Regions from separate parts of the Mus musculus genome. Here region 2 is linked to region 1. Evidence: chromatin contacts called from public Hi-C data. All regions are on one chromosome and are shown on one strand. The core of a region is the stretch at or near the end of the contact, and the rest is flanking DNA. Distances in the headings are between cores, read along the strand shown. Region 1 has its middle 170 kb from the start of Gm35244. Region 2 holds the start of B3galt2 (UDP-Gal:betaGlcNAc beta 1,3-galactosyltransferase, polypeptide 2).

What was found. A called contact is a pair of places that touch in the nucleus more often than the background predicts.
Region 2: a Hi-C map of cerebellum shows a contact between it and region 1, with 2.4 times the contacts expected there. The contact joins the promoter of B3galt2 here to the enhancer-like site in region 1. A contact is called at or near these places in 6 of 39 promoter capture datasets (the HPC-7 cell line, frontonasal cranial neural crest, hippocampal neurons and 2 more) and 3 of 484 Hi-C or Micro-C datasets (cerebellar granule neurons, cerebellum and cortical neurons).

Annotation. Positions count from the first base shown.
Region 1 is chr1:143,169,896-143,176,840 of GRCm38.p6, forward strand. No RefSeq gene overlaps it. Among named protein-coding and RNA genes, the nearest start is that of Gm35244, 170 kb to the right of the region's middle. Within about 2 kb of position 4,141, at least 6 of the 459 cell types and tissues checked have an H3K27ac peak or open chromatin away from gene starts, as enhancers often do. A contact at or near this core is called in cerebellum, where this site is marked.
Region 2 is chr1:143,637,087-143,644,263 of GRCm38.p6, forward strand. It overlaps B3galt2 (UDP-Gal:betaGlcNAc beta 1,3-galactosyltransferase, polypeptide 2), which reads left to right and starts at 3,611. Exons shown (of 2, transcript NM_020025.4): 1 at 3,611-4,256. The region is part of intron 10 of Cdc73 (cell division cycle 73, Paf1/RNA polymerase II complex component); the gene reads right to left.

The DNA.
Region 1 (6,945 bases), core at 2,891-5,390:
TACATATATTGCCTTCCTTACTCTCTGCCACATGAAGAAATGGTCCCAAGTTTTAGCACAAAGGACTTTTTCTGCTTACCTCTTTACCATAAATATTTATCAATAGACACTGGTCTTCTTAATACTTGAGCCTTTGCTGAGGGATAGAAATTATTTACATACCAAGGCTAAAAATGTTACTTAAATAGAAATGACCTTTTAAGAAGTCATAATAGAATTGTTGCAATATCAAGATAACCATCAGTTTCCATTTGTCTCAGGTTTTTTCCTTTACATGATGATTATAAAGAAAAACCAAGGTACATATTTACAAAGTGAGAGATGGTGACCTCATAGTTCAGTCAGCTGTTTAAAAGGATGTCTTTGTATCATGCTTGTGGACTGGAAGTACACTAGGTATGATAGCCGAACAATAAAAATAGGCCTCTGTTCGCACCCAATAAGTTTAAATGGAAAACACTAAGAATGACAGAATAGAGGATTTGCTTTCATTCCTGGACAGGGAAATTATTACATACAGAATAAGACCAATCAGAAATGGACTATTCTGGAAGGCCTACTGTTTTCAACCTGGCAGTATGTTAAGGGATGTGTTTTTCAAATATTGACTTTTAATAAAAAACATTCGATCATATGTACATTCTTGATATTCCTACTGGGATCCATCTAGGTAAGTCAAATCCGAGGACAAACTAACCTACAGCTGTACAGTCATAGAAATTTACCCCAAGCTTTATCATCTCACATGGACAGGCTAAGCTTTCTCTGACCTTACAAAGAGTAAGGTTGTCTATAGTTCCCACATACACTTATTTTTCTAAATATGCAATTTTCACTAGACTTATCTAAAGATTTCCTTTTGAAATGATCACAGAGGATTCTATTTAAAAAAAAAGACATTTTTCCAGCTTCTAACATCTATAAAATAGCATTGTGAAGCAAATCATTTTATAAACTATACTCCTTTTAAGATTCGTTACCAATTATCACTGGGAAGGTCCACAAACTGTATTATAAAGTTCTATGTGTAGAGAAAAATTGTCCTGTTTATATACAGATAAGAATTGACAAAGAGTAGCCAGCTCTTCTCAGTTTACCTAGGCTGATATTTGTACACATACAAATTGCACATACAAATAAGCTTAGTACAGTTGTTTAATATGCACATAGTATATACTAATACAATCAGGGTGATTCGAATTTCTCTTTTATCCTTTTTTGTGTCCGGTACCTTGGTTCTCCTTTATTGTAGATCTTTGAAATACATAAGTTCCTATACACTAGCTACCCCACTGTGTGGTGCCTATGCTTGAATCATTAAGCCCTATATCCAGTTAAAAACCTGTCCTCGACAAACCAAGATAGAGACTCACTGTGATTCTGTCCCTGAGCACTGTAGAATAAGGTAAGCAACCGCAACTCCCAGCAACGTGACAGGGAAGCACAGTCGACACTTCCTGATTCTTGGCATACGTGTCAATCTGGCCACACAGATGGGAATGAGAATCGCTGTCTCTGGTGTCCTGTGTTGTGGAGTATGACTTAGAAAAGAGAAGCTCAGCCAAAGGACCATCACGGCAGCTGGGAATAGATGAGAGAAGGGAGGGCTAGTGGGCTCCAGGCCATGGACGACATTCAAACCTACAGTCAGAACAAGCCAGCTTGCTAGGGAGCATAGTCATGGCTGCACCAGGCACTGGCTTCTTCTGTAATGCCTGCACCGCAGAAACCAACTGGAAACAGACATGCTCTATCGCCCAGAGGAGAACCAGGAACACTGCCCTGGTCTTCAACGCTGCCTCCGTGTGAAACAGTCTTTCTGTGTTTCTTCCCAGGAAGGATCATTTCCAGAAGCTAGAAGCAGCACTATTACCCAAGAAAGCTTCAGAATCGTCCAAATGGATGCCAAATATCATCATATCACACTAACCTTTAAAATCAAGTTATCTGCAGACAAAAGGACATTTTCCTCCAGTTGTCTAAGTTATACGGAGTTTAGTTTGTAGCCCTGCTAAACTTACACAGAAAAGAAAAGGAAACAGTCAGAATTATGGGACTGTGTATGAAAAAAAAAAAAAAAAAAAAAAACCAACGATGCCCAAAGTGAGGGACTATAGATCGCCGCAATCCCTAGCAAAGTTACCTGGTATTTTTAATCAATCATCAAACATTCAAATGCCTTATGGGTATTTATTTAGTACTGTACTAGATGCTTGCCTTAAAATAAACAAACAAACAAACAAATAAATAAAATCTTAAAGTTCTTCTCCTTAATTTGTTTTTATTTTACTTTGTTTTAATAAAATAAGGTCATCTCCAATCTCCTACACTCCCAGGTTCATTTCAGCCAGGCTTTTAGCCAGTGCATTGAAACCCAAGAGAAAATAAACATCCTACATTCTCCCATATCCACTTGGGCCTAACCTTGCTGGCTGCCTGAGAGACCTTTAATAGGTCAGACTCCCTAGAAATGGGGTGAATCTCTCTAAATCTAAAGGATTATGCTTTTCAAAGACTGGAATGAGGAAAATCCTCTTTTTCACAAAATCCTTCTAAAACACCATAAATCCAATAGTCTCTATTTTTGTTTGATCTACTACTGTCAAGCTGGTTTGTGTCACTTGCACAGGATGCATGCTTTCTCCAGGCATATTCTCCTGGAGACCCAAATGGCAAGGACACGTCCTCATCAAAACCCTAAAATAAATTTTAGTGCTTTGAACATATAGCAAGTTCAGGGCCAGAAACCTCTACCTCACAAAACCATGCCTTTCCCTCCTTCCCCAACCAGTTCTGCATCACATCAATACAACAACTACTGGAGGCAACCTAAATGTGAGTCTTTACGACACAAAGAACTAGGAGAATTCTTATCTGATTACTCTCTCTGGAGAAATAACAGTTACAGTCATACTCAGCAACAACAACTGATGTTGTTGTTAAGACATTCAAAAACTTGTGAAAAATCAAACAGCAACAAATTCTAAATTTTGACATTGAAAACAGACTCTCGGGGCAAAAGAGAACTTTTGCTGGATGACCCCTGTGTAGCCCTCACTATATTATAGGTTGTAATACAGGTAAGATATCCAGAAGATGTTCCAACTGGTAAGAAGGACACATGCTCCACTATGTTCATAGCAGCCTTATTTATAATAGCCAGAAGCTGGAAAGAACCCAGATGCCCCTCAACAGAGGAATGGATATAGAAAATGTGGTACATTTACACAATGGAGTACTACTCAGCTATTAAAAAGAATGAATTTATGAAATTCCTAGGCAAATGGATGGACCTGGAGGGCATCATCCTGAGTGAGGTAACCCAATCACAAAAGAACTCACATAATATGTACTCACTGATAAGTGGATATTAGCCCAGATACTTAGAATACCCAAGATAGAAGATACAATTTGCTAAACGCATGAAACTCAAGAAGAACGAAGACCAAAGTGTGAACACTTTGCCCCTTCTTAGAATTGGGAACAAAACACCCATGGAAGGAGTTACAGAGACAACGTTTGGAGCTGAGACAAAAGGATGGACCATCTAGAGACTGCCATATCCGGGGGTCCATCCCATAATCGGCCTCCAAACACTGACACCATTGCATACATTAGCAAGATTTTGTTGAAAGGACCCTGATATAGCTGTCTCTTGTGAGATTATGCCAGGGCCTAGCAAACACAGAAGTGGATACTCACAGTTAGCTATTGGATGGATCACAGGGCTCCCAATGGAGGAGCTAGAGAAAGTACCCAAGGAGCTAAAGGGATCTGCAACCCTATAGGTGGAACAACAATATGAACTAACCAGTAACCCCCCGGAGCTCGTGTCTCTAGCTGCTTATGTATCAGAAGATGGCCTAGTCGGCCATCAGTGGAAAGAGAGGCCCATTGGTCGTACAAACTTTATATGCCTCAGTATAGGGGAACGCCAGGGCCAAGAAGTGGGAGTGGGTGGGTAGGGGAGTGGGGTGGGAGGGTATGGGGGACTTTTGGGATAGCACTGGAAACGTAAATGAAGAAAATACCTAATTTAAAAAAAAAAAAAAGATAGGCAATGTTTGCATGGCCCAACAACTCTGTAAGCTCTGGCTTTGCCATGCTGTACCAGCTGGTTCAAAAACCTGGTGATGCTGGCAGATGGTCCAAAAACCCAGTGATGCAAGCAGATGCAGGCAGCAGGTCCAGCAAGGATTTGGAGCTAGGATGATGAAACAATGGCTAACAGTGTTAGTAGGTTCTGAGAATAACAAAGCTATGATTACACTATATTTGAAAGATTAAGAAAATGAGTTATTGTCTTTCCTTAACATTTTTTTTCTAAACAGAGGCGTTTTACATTATAATAGGAAATGAAACTGTGATTTGCAGTAAGTGAGTCATTAAGAAGAAGAGATGTAAGAAATATTCTTTAAATAAAAAGAATTTGTAGGTTCCTACAAAGTGTGTTAAGTGCAGAGATACAACTGACAAAAGGGTCTTCCTCGCTTCAATGGAGAGATTCAAAAGTGATTAATAACAAATTCATAAGAACAAGTCAAAATGTTAATTGATTAAATTTTGTGCAGTGCTCTTTCATTTAAAAAAAGAAATAAAAGAGTAAGAAGAGAAAGGAAAGAAAGAAGGAAGGGAGGGAGGAAAGGAGGGAGGGAAGAAGGAAGGAAGGAAGGAAGGAAGGAAGGAAGGAAGGAAGGAAGGAAGGAAGGAAGGAAGGAAGGAAGGAAGAGGGCAGAGGATGGATAGAGTGTTATAGAATACTCTCTCTGGTCTAAGGATGGCATAGCCGTGGCTCTCATGAGCTCACAGCATCTTTAATATTAAATATCTGCACAAGATGGGGACACCTTTTCATGAATGGGGAAGAACTGTTAAAGCCCCATACCTCCCCCTTAAGGATTTTTAGGCAGGTACAGTAATCTAGGGGGAGAGGAAAAAAAAAAGTTCCCCCTCCCAGAGGACCAAAAGGCAATTAGTAGTTGCTAAGGGGAAAAAAACCTTACTGAGTAGTGTGTAGACAATGATAAAGTAGCCATTTTGTAAACAAGTTCTCAGTCACACTACTGCAAGCAACCCTAACGAAACGCATCACGTCATGAAAACTGTCAAAAGCAGACTAATTAGGAAGAGACAGGAGATAAAGAGGAATGGAAAAGAAGATAAAGGAGAGTAATTGGGGGATGAATATAATCAAACTTCATTAAATAATTATCTGAACACAGCATAATGAAATCTAGTAAGTATATGTAATATATGCTAATAAAACAAAATAAAAGGCACAGTGCAAGGAAGCTATATAGACTTCATTACGGAAACATACCTTATACCACTCTGTAAATCAATACCACCCAGTATAGCTCTGCGGCTGCTACTTATACAATTATCCAAGCAGGTAGTTGAACAAAATCCCTAAGTCTTTTCTGCTACAAAGCACAGTATTAATCAAACCATTTCTGAGCTACTTTCCCGTTCTGCTTTAAACAGATCTCACCCCTCCAGGTTAGGCCGTACTCATTCTCAGTTTAGGATGCCATTACCTTTTAATGCATATGCTTTGGATTACTCCATACAGTTTTTATGGATTACCACAAATGTTGATCGCTTTATAAAACAGGGGATTTTACTCCAAAACAAACTCGCAACTGCTCGCCAGGTATTGAGGTTTCACTTTTTAAGGTATAATTTCTTTTTTTTTTAATTTATTTTTTATTTTTATTTTTCATTGGATTTTTTTTTTTCTGTATTTACATTTCAAATGTTATTCCCTTTCCAGGTCTCCCCCCTCCAAAGTCCCCTCCCCCTCCCCCTGCTTCTATGAGGGTGTTCCTCCACCCACCCACCCACTCCCACCTCCCAACACTCAGTTCCCCCAAATGCTAAAACCATTTTAGCATTTTTAGGGTACACAAAGAAAAAAGTAGTCAGAAAAGAGGGAGCAGAATTGTTCTCTCTGTCTGTAGATGGAAGAGTAATAGGAGGTGAGGTTCTTCAATCCCAAGGGCAAAGTTTTCTCATCTGCAGAGCAAAAGGGGATCCAGATCCAGTGTTCCCCATACCACTCTGTTTTGTCATGATGAGTTCTAGACCAATGAGTAGCCTACGAATAGTGGTCTCGTGCCCCAAATGTCTCAGGATTTATGTCCACAGGCAATGAAACAGAGATTCTCTTGAAAGTTGTGTGTTCAGGAAGAACAACAATATCAACCAACCAGTCCCCCAAGAGCTCCCAGGGACTAAGACATAAACAAAGGAGTACACATGGCTCCAACTGCATACGTTGTAGAAGATGGCCTTGCCATACATCAATGGGAGGAGAGGTCCTTGGTCCTATGAAGGCTCAATAGATGCCCCACTTTAAGGTATAATTTCTAAGGATCTTTGACTTTATGTTCTTTATTCATTTACTTCTTTCTTTCCAATAAGTGGCCTATCATAGATTATCATGCTTAACAGCAGCACTCCAATTCAAGCGGCCTTAATAAAAAGAAACAGTTTTGTCATCTAAAATCCTATCTAACCTCTCACCTAGGTCAAATTCTTCGATCTATCATGTAACTGAGGGTGACTCTGTGGAGCAGAGTAAGGAGGAACTAAATACAGCATTCTAGGTGGAAGCAGAAAACAGTGAGGTCACCTTTAAAGGTGTCACAGGCAAGGCAACAGTAGCAACTGAGGCAAAGGCAGAACCCACGTCACCCAATCAGACTCACTTGATAAGAAAACAGGAACCGGAAAAGAGCTGGGAAGATTTCCTGCACATTGTTCACTCAGTGGGAATTCTAGAAAATAAATGTGTTTAGTAAGGAAGGAACTTCTAGACAGCAAGAACCAGGGTCAGCTTGAAGCTGGGTTTTCAGTGCAACCAACAATAGCTACCAGCCAATCCTGCATGCTCAGGGGGGTTGCAGCTTCACAGATTTCCTGTCTCCCTTGACTCCATCACAC
Region 2 (7,177 bases), core at 2,361-4,860, 470 kb after region 1:
TAGAGTCCAAAATAGAAGGGAATACTGGGACAACTGATGTTGGTTAGCTGGAGCTATGAAATTAGTGGTGATTAATTTCCAGTCCATAGATAACTATGTAAAATAGCAATTTTATAATAAACATGAAAATCAGACCTGTTTCAAAATCTAGTACTGAAATGAAAAAGTATTTAGTTCTTGTCTTGGGCTGAAATAAAATATACGAGCATCAAACATAGGAGCCACACTAAAACACAAACAGAATGGAGACCAATGGAGGCAGGACTGGACTTTTGGTTCCCTTCTTGTGTTATTCAACTCCAATAGCTCACTGTTTGAAGTATTCTAACCCCATTTCATGTCAATCTTTTTAAAATCAAGGATACATGATGGAACTTACACATAACAATAAACAGATGATTCCCAAAGTTACTGCTATTTTATATCATGCAAACCACTCAGAATCAGAAACTCTGTGAACAAAGGAATATTTTTTGTGTATTTAGTAGAAATAAGAAATTAGGTAGCTTTCCAAACCTCTTCTATAAATTTCAATTCCTTAAGAGTTAATTATAGACATGTCTAGGAAAACTTTAAAACAAAAAATTAAACAAATAAACAACAACAACAACCAGTTAGATAGATGGCTTGGATCAAAATGTCCAAAATAATGGATACCTTTTCTCCCCCTTAGGCCTGTGTTATAAAAAATAAAAACAGACCTATATAAGCAATACTTAATACACCACTAACAAATAGAAAACCTAGCAAGGCAAAATTTGCAAAATTAGATGGAATTAGTTTAACCACAGAATTCAGATTTAAAAGAAACTAAACTAAAGAAAGAAGGTTTGACAAGGTTGAAACATAACACATTTTTATCATTTCTCTTGCCTGGAAACCTGAAGTTCTTAGAAAACATCACTGAAGAAAAGTTTATATCAGCAGGGCAGTGGTGGTGCACGCCTTTAATCCCAGCACCTGGGAGGCAGAGGCAGGCAGATTTCTGAGTTTGAGGCCACCCTGGTCTACAGAGTGAGTTCCAGGATAGCCAGGGCTACACAGAGAAACCCTGCCTCGAAAAAAAAAAAAAAAAAAAAAAGTTTATATCATTGCTACTATTTTTCTATACTGTAAGCTGTTAGTCAACTTAAATTTTAAGAAAAAAAAGTTGATCTTATTTAAATTCTTGCTTACTGTATACATACATGAGTACTATGCCTGATACACACTAGGCCTGGTTACCAATCTTAGGGATCTCCTTGTCATATAAACACTTGCTCAATAGAAAGCAGTAAAAACAAAATTCTCACTAGTCGGTAATTCAGGCTTGAACCCAACATAGACAGGAATCATTATTGAGTTATCCATAAAGCCCTTAGTAACTGAGATCCATAATAAATCCAATTCAGTACCAAAAATAGGACATCTCAGAGATGACATATATGCCAGTTGTTCTGGGATGATCAGTACACATTGTATAAAATGTCTCACTGGTACCTCACCAATATGTAATAACTACTGTAAATTAAAAATAAAAACACCTTTTAATAGAATTAAAGAAAGACATTGTGGGGGGTACAGATCCAAAGTAGAGAACTTATCTAGCTAGCACTGTCCTGCTCTAAGTATCATCAAAGGATGGATTTAAAATATTCTAAAAATAATTGGCAGAATAGTTATTTTCTCCTTCCCTAGAAAAAGGATGGAAAATGTATTCAGTCATCCTCATATTACCAATAATTAATAAGCTGTGCTTTAATGTGCATGTTAGCATAAAGCAGTGTAGTGTTAACATTTAATGAAAAAAGTCAAAATGCATTCAGTATTCTACTAATGATTCCTGGGGTACTATGTCAATATTTGGGTGGGAACATTCACAATTTCTTCAGCAGCCATGTAGTATAATGTTTAAGAGTGGATTACAGGAATTCAGATTTTAAAAATTTAAATAATCCTGTTTCAAAATTTTAAACTAACCATCTTTCCTATCAGTAATTAGCTGGTATTTAGGTTACAGAACTCTGGGTACCAGTATCTCATCTGTAAAGTAGATATTAGAAAATTAAGCTATCATAAGCGAATATCATTTACAACCAGCTCAGGTACTTATAGCTCAATCTAATTTGGAATAGACAATAATTGTACAGACCTCTAACCTCAGTTAAGCCCTAATATTAGGAATCACTGATATTAAAAAGGCCACTTCTACTTTGGAGGAATAATTTAAGCAGAATCAATAATTTGTCTATGAAGACAAGAAAAAAAGACAGTGAAGAATATAGTATATAGCTTTAAGAGCCAAATACTAAGAAACACGGGTTTTATTCCTCTTCTAACTTAGGAAAGCCAAAGTTCTAAGCTTTAAGTTTCTCCTTATACTTTTCTTTTTCCTTCTTTTTTACCATCTTATCATTTCTAGGGGGAGTAAGACACAAACTAGGACAGTTATAGGGTATACCTAAACCAAGAAAGCACACTGGAATTAACACATGAAGATGAGTAATTGAATACTATTAGAGGAAATGTAATTTTTATTCACCTGAAATAATATATCATGGTCTGTGAAAATGGATAAAGTCCGTATCCCTAAAATATATAGCATAAGCTCTAAAACTATATAGTTACTGTCTTTAGAATATCAGAGGGGAATTGTTAGTTATAGCCATAAAAACAAGTAACAAACATGCCTGCCGAGTGCTCTCCTGGGGGGGGTTGGGGGGGGTGCCCAAATGTCCAGGCACTTAGTTAAGTATACCAGAGAAGGATTTCAGAGTCTCTAATATGTAAGGGAAAAAAAAAAAAACTGTTTGATGGCATTTTACTAAACCATTTTCTAAAGTATTAAACATTATTAGAAGCAACAGACTCTAGCGCATCACTATACTTATTTAAACACACATCTGCAATCTATATAAGCATACTATTTTCTATATAAGAAGCAAAGTTCCAAGGTTGTCTCTACCTAAGGTTTTTAGTCAAAATGCAACCAATCCTGCAGAACTACTCACCAATCTTCAAGAAAATCTATTCATGTGTGTTCTATGTACTATATCATTTTTAATTCTGTGATACACATTATTTTACATGAAAAAAAATTAATATTGATAACAAGAAAGTGATTTAAAATTAAATTTACTACTTTCAAGAACACTAAAAACTGCACAGAGCAAAAAAGTAGGCAGTATCGCAACATGAAGTAAGTGCAGGCAGCTGACTTAGATAAGCTGGAGAAAACAGGGGAGGAAATCTAAGTTATAGACAATAGATAATGAAGGAGTTTTAACTAGACTAGCAAATCAGAACAATCAGACAAAAACTGTAAGAGCAGGAATGCACTGAAAGAGTTAAACTACACCAACTTACATGTAAAAGCTTTTATTACTTCTGCTCTAAAAAAGTCTCTAAGACACATGAAAGCCACCGTCCAACACAGAAATATTTAGAAAGCCTGTGCATAAGTTCAAATAAAGATTAAAAAACCATAACCTCCATTTCATCCTAATGCTTGTATTTGTTCTGAATAAATATGATGTGTCACATAAGAGGAAGATTTCTAAGCTTTCTCCTACCTCGGGTTTTTAGTCAAAATGAACGCAAACAATCACGTGGGACTCAGCCAAGCAGTGACGTTAAATTCTGCTCTGTCAGAGACAGCATCTGTCAAGCCCACATTTAAACTGCTGCCTGCCTGTGCAGCACGGAAGAACGGTGCATTTCACATTACAGACCAAAACCCCAGGAAAACAGCTCAAAAATCCTTCCTGCAGCTGCCAGGCAACCACGACGGAGAAAGGCAAAGCCTTTTTTTTTCCCCCAATGCAACTGAAACACTAAACCACAGCTCTGCTGCTTAACATTGCAGCTCAGCGCTATTACTAGAAATATGGATACTGAGAAGAGAATACAGCACTGCATTGTCCAGCCGGGAATACAGCAGATGTAAAGAGCTTCAATGCATCAACTGTCGGAAAGAGTCAACTGTGCACCAAATACAACAGACAGCTACAGCTCTTTTGTTTAGTGAAAGAGAGAAAATGAAAGAAAGGAAAAATCTCTGAAGACTATAAGATATAGACATATGAACAAGAAGGGTAACTTGAAGACACCCCGACAGATGGACACTTTGGATACTGTGAAAAGCAATCACAGGAGGCAGACTGTTGGGGGATGTGCGCATGTTCGATAGCATCGTTTTTTGCTGAAGTGATGGCGTGCCAAAAGTATTTTCAGTAGACATAATCCTCTCCATCTAATGGTCTGACCAAGAAAGAAAGGTATGTTGCTGTCTTGTGTATGATGTTCATTAAATGTGTTTTAATTTCCTAACCATACAGGCACTGATACACTTGATAAACAAGTTCATACAGTCCACTGCCCTTCAAACTATGAAAGGCTTTCTAAATACACGATTTTAAATTTGCCTTTTCTACTAGACAAGCTGTCGTTGCTTTATTCAATTAAATAACTGGGAGTAATTCTGCAGGATTGTAACATTACAAGGAAAACCAAATAGTAACTAGATTTACTGAAAAGAATGTCTGAGAAATTAAACTAAAAAGAAAAAAAAAAAGAGCTCTCTAGCCTTTTTTTTAAAAAAACAGCAATTCTCTAGCAAATTAGGTCAAATTGATTCCTTATCTAATAAATTAAAGCACCTTCTTTAAAATGGTTATCAAGAGACAGTGGGGTAAAATTATATTAAATAGCATAAATATGATCTTATTATCTTGAGGTATTTTTAGAAAATCTCTTCAAAACAAAATCTTAGTTCATAGTAATATATTCTCTGTAATATCTATCTCTTCAGAGAGAGATAGAAACAATTCAGGAGTACATCAGCAAATTTTAAGTGTTACTGAGCTACAAGGAGATACTACAAGTTACAACATTAGCCATCAGATTAAAACGCTAGTGAGTTTATGCAAAGCATAACACCACCACAGTAGTCAGTCACATGTTATTACAGTATCAATGAATACAACTTTAACAAAGAGAGATCAATAGTTGCTCTAAATAGATTGGTGAAACAGGGAGTTTTTAAGTAACAGAGTGATTCTAAATAATCAAGTGTAAGACTGTTCCTGGAGTTAATTATAAAAGTGAAATTAAAAAACTAACATACTTGCAAACTTTATATGCCCCAGTACAGGGGAATACCAGGGCCAAAAAGGGGGAGTGGGTGGGCAGGGGAGTGGGGGTGGGTGGATATGGGGGACTTTTGGTATAGCATTGGAAATGTAAATGAGTTAAATACCTAATAAAAAATGGAAAAAAAAAAACTAACATAAAATAGCTTAATATACAGCACATATTAATAATGGTCAAATACAAGGTCAAATAATATCCACAGTAGGTTTCTAAGCTTTATTTACATGTGATAATGACCTGCCTACTGCCTCTACATGTGTCTGCAGGACAGAATAAACTACCCTGGGAACAATCAACGTTAGAGTGCTCGGGGTCAGGGACTCAAAGATATTCCTAAAATCTTACAAACCTTTCTACGTATTTTGATTCTTCCTCTCACTTTCATAAAACTTACTACCCTAACAATCACAAAGCCAAAAAAAAAACCCCTGTGGAAGCACTGTGTGTGTTGTAGAATTAAGACTGAATGAGTGTATTAGACTTTGTCATATATCAAGAGATTCCTAGTCATAACTAAGTATCTTTATTCTGATAAAAATTACAATCAGAAACTAATCAAAAATAATTTTTAAAAAAATCCAGCCTCTGTTGGTATCTTTATTAGAAATTAAGCTTTATAAACTAAATATTTCAAAGCTTTAAAAGTATACAAGTGTTTCTTATCAAACCATCATTTAACTCTGGGACTGTCTTTAGAAACTAATATATTTATATCAACTTTTAAAAGTCAAAGGACAGAAACTCTATAGGAGGATACATTAAATAGTAACATCCTTACAAATTTCGGTCTATAAGAGGTAAACACACACTTAAATCATAATAATTAAAACAGAAAACATCTATTTTTTTAAAATCTATTAAAAGACATGGCAAAATTTTAACTCTTAGTTTTCTTATTTCCAAGAACTAATATTCAACAGGCATTAACCTGTGAATAATTTTATCATCTAACAAAAAGAGGAATAGTTACAGCAATTTTACTTTCTTAACAGCATACACACACAGACACACAGACACGGAGACAGAGAAAGACAGATCTCTATCCTGAGAAACTTTAGAAAAAAAATGAATTTAAGGCTAGATGCATACGTTTCATTTATCAGTAGGAGGTTATCAAATAGGTGTATTTGTACAGGAATTCCAAGCTCTCCTAGATTAATATTTACAAACATACAATTCTTATAAAATTTAAATTAAAACATACCTCCATCTTATAAAATCATAATAGAACCACATAAGAATATATATAAAATTGCAATAAAATTGTTGAATATTAGTTCTTGAATAACAACAAAACTAAGAATTAAAAATTTTGCCATGTCTTTGAATAGATTTTTTAATATATCTTTTCTGTCTTAATTATAAATAATTTAAGGGTGTTTTATATTTTATAGGTTGAAATCTGTAATATTCCTATAATATTCAAACACTTTACAATTTCACTTCAGGGACACTGTTTTCTTGTAAACAATGTGTCTTACTACAATACTTCATCCCTTTAAGGTCTTTTATCCATTCATTGAAATATCCTACCTGGAATTTAATTCATTTTGAACTGTTTTTCTTTAAAGTTTGCACTTTTAAAGTATCTGAATGACTAGATCTCAGTCATGTTCTAAGCATTGTTAAATCAACACAAAGCTGATACATTTATATTTATAATACTTGAAACAGATCAAATGAACTTTCCAAAGTAACTTCACTTTTAAATTTATATACATAACCCTTTAATACCCAGTACTCTCATTATGAAGTGGGGGGTGGGGGGGTCATTATCTACCACATAAAGTAATTTTCATATGTACTCTTTAAAATAGTTTTCTGCTTTAAGTAGAATTACATCTAGTTATAAGTACAGTCATGAAAATTTGTTTCTAAATCAGGCCATGAAGCTCCGTAATTTCAAACTCATATCATGCAGAAACCATGTTGCAAAGAATGTAATAGCTTTGGTCTTTATATAGAATGGTAAGATTTAAATTCACGTAAATAAAACTAAGACTAAATTAGATTTTTTAGAAACTACTGTCTGTGTGTGTGTGCGCGC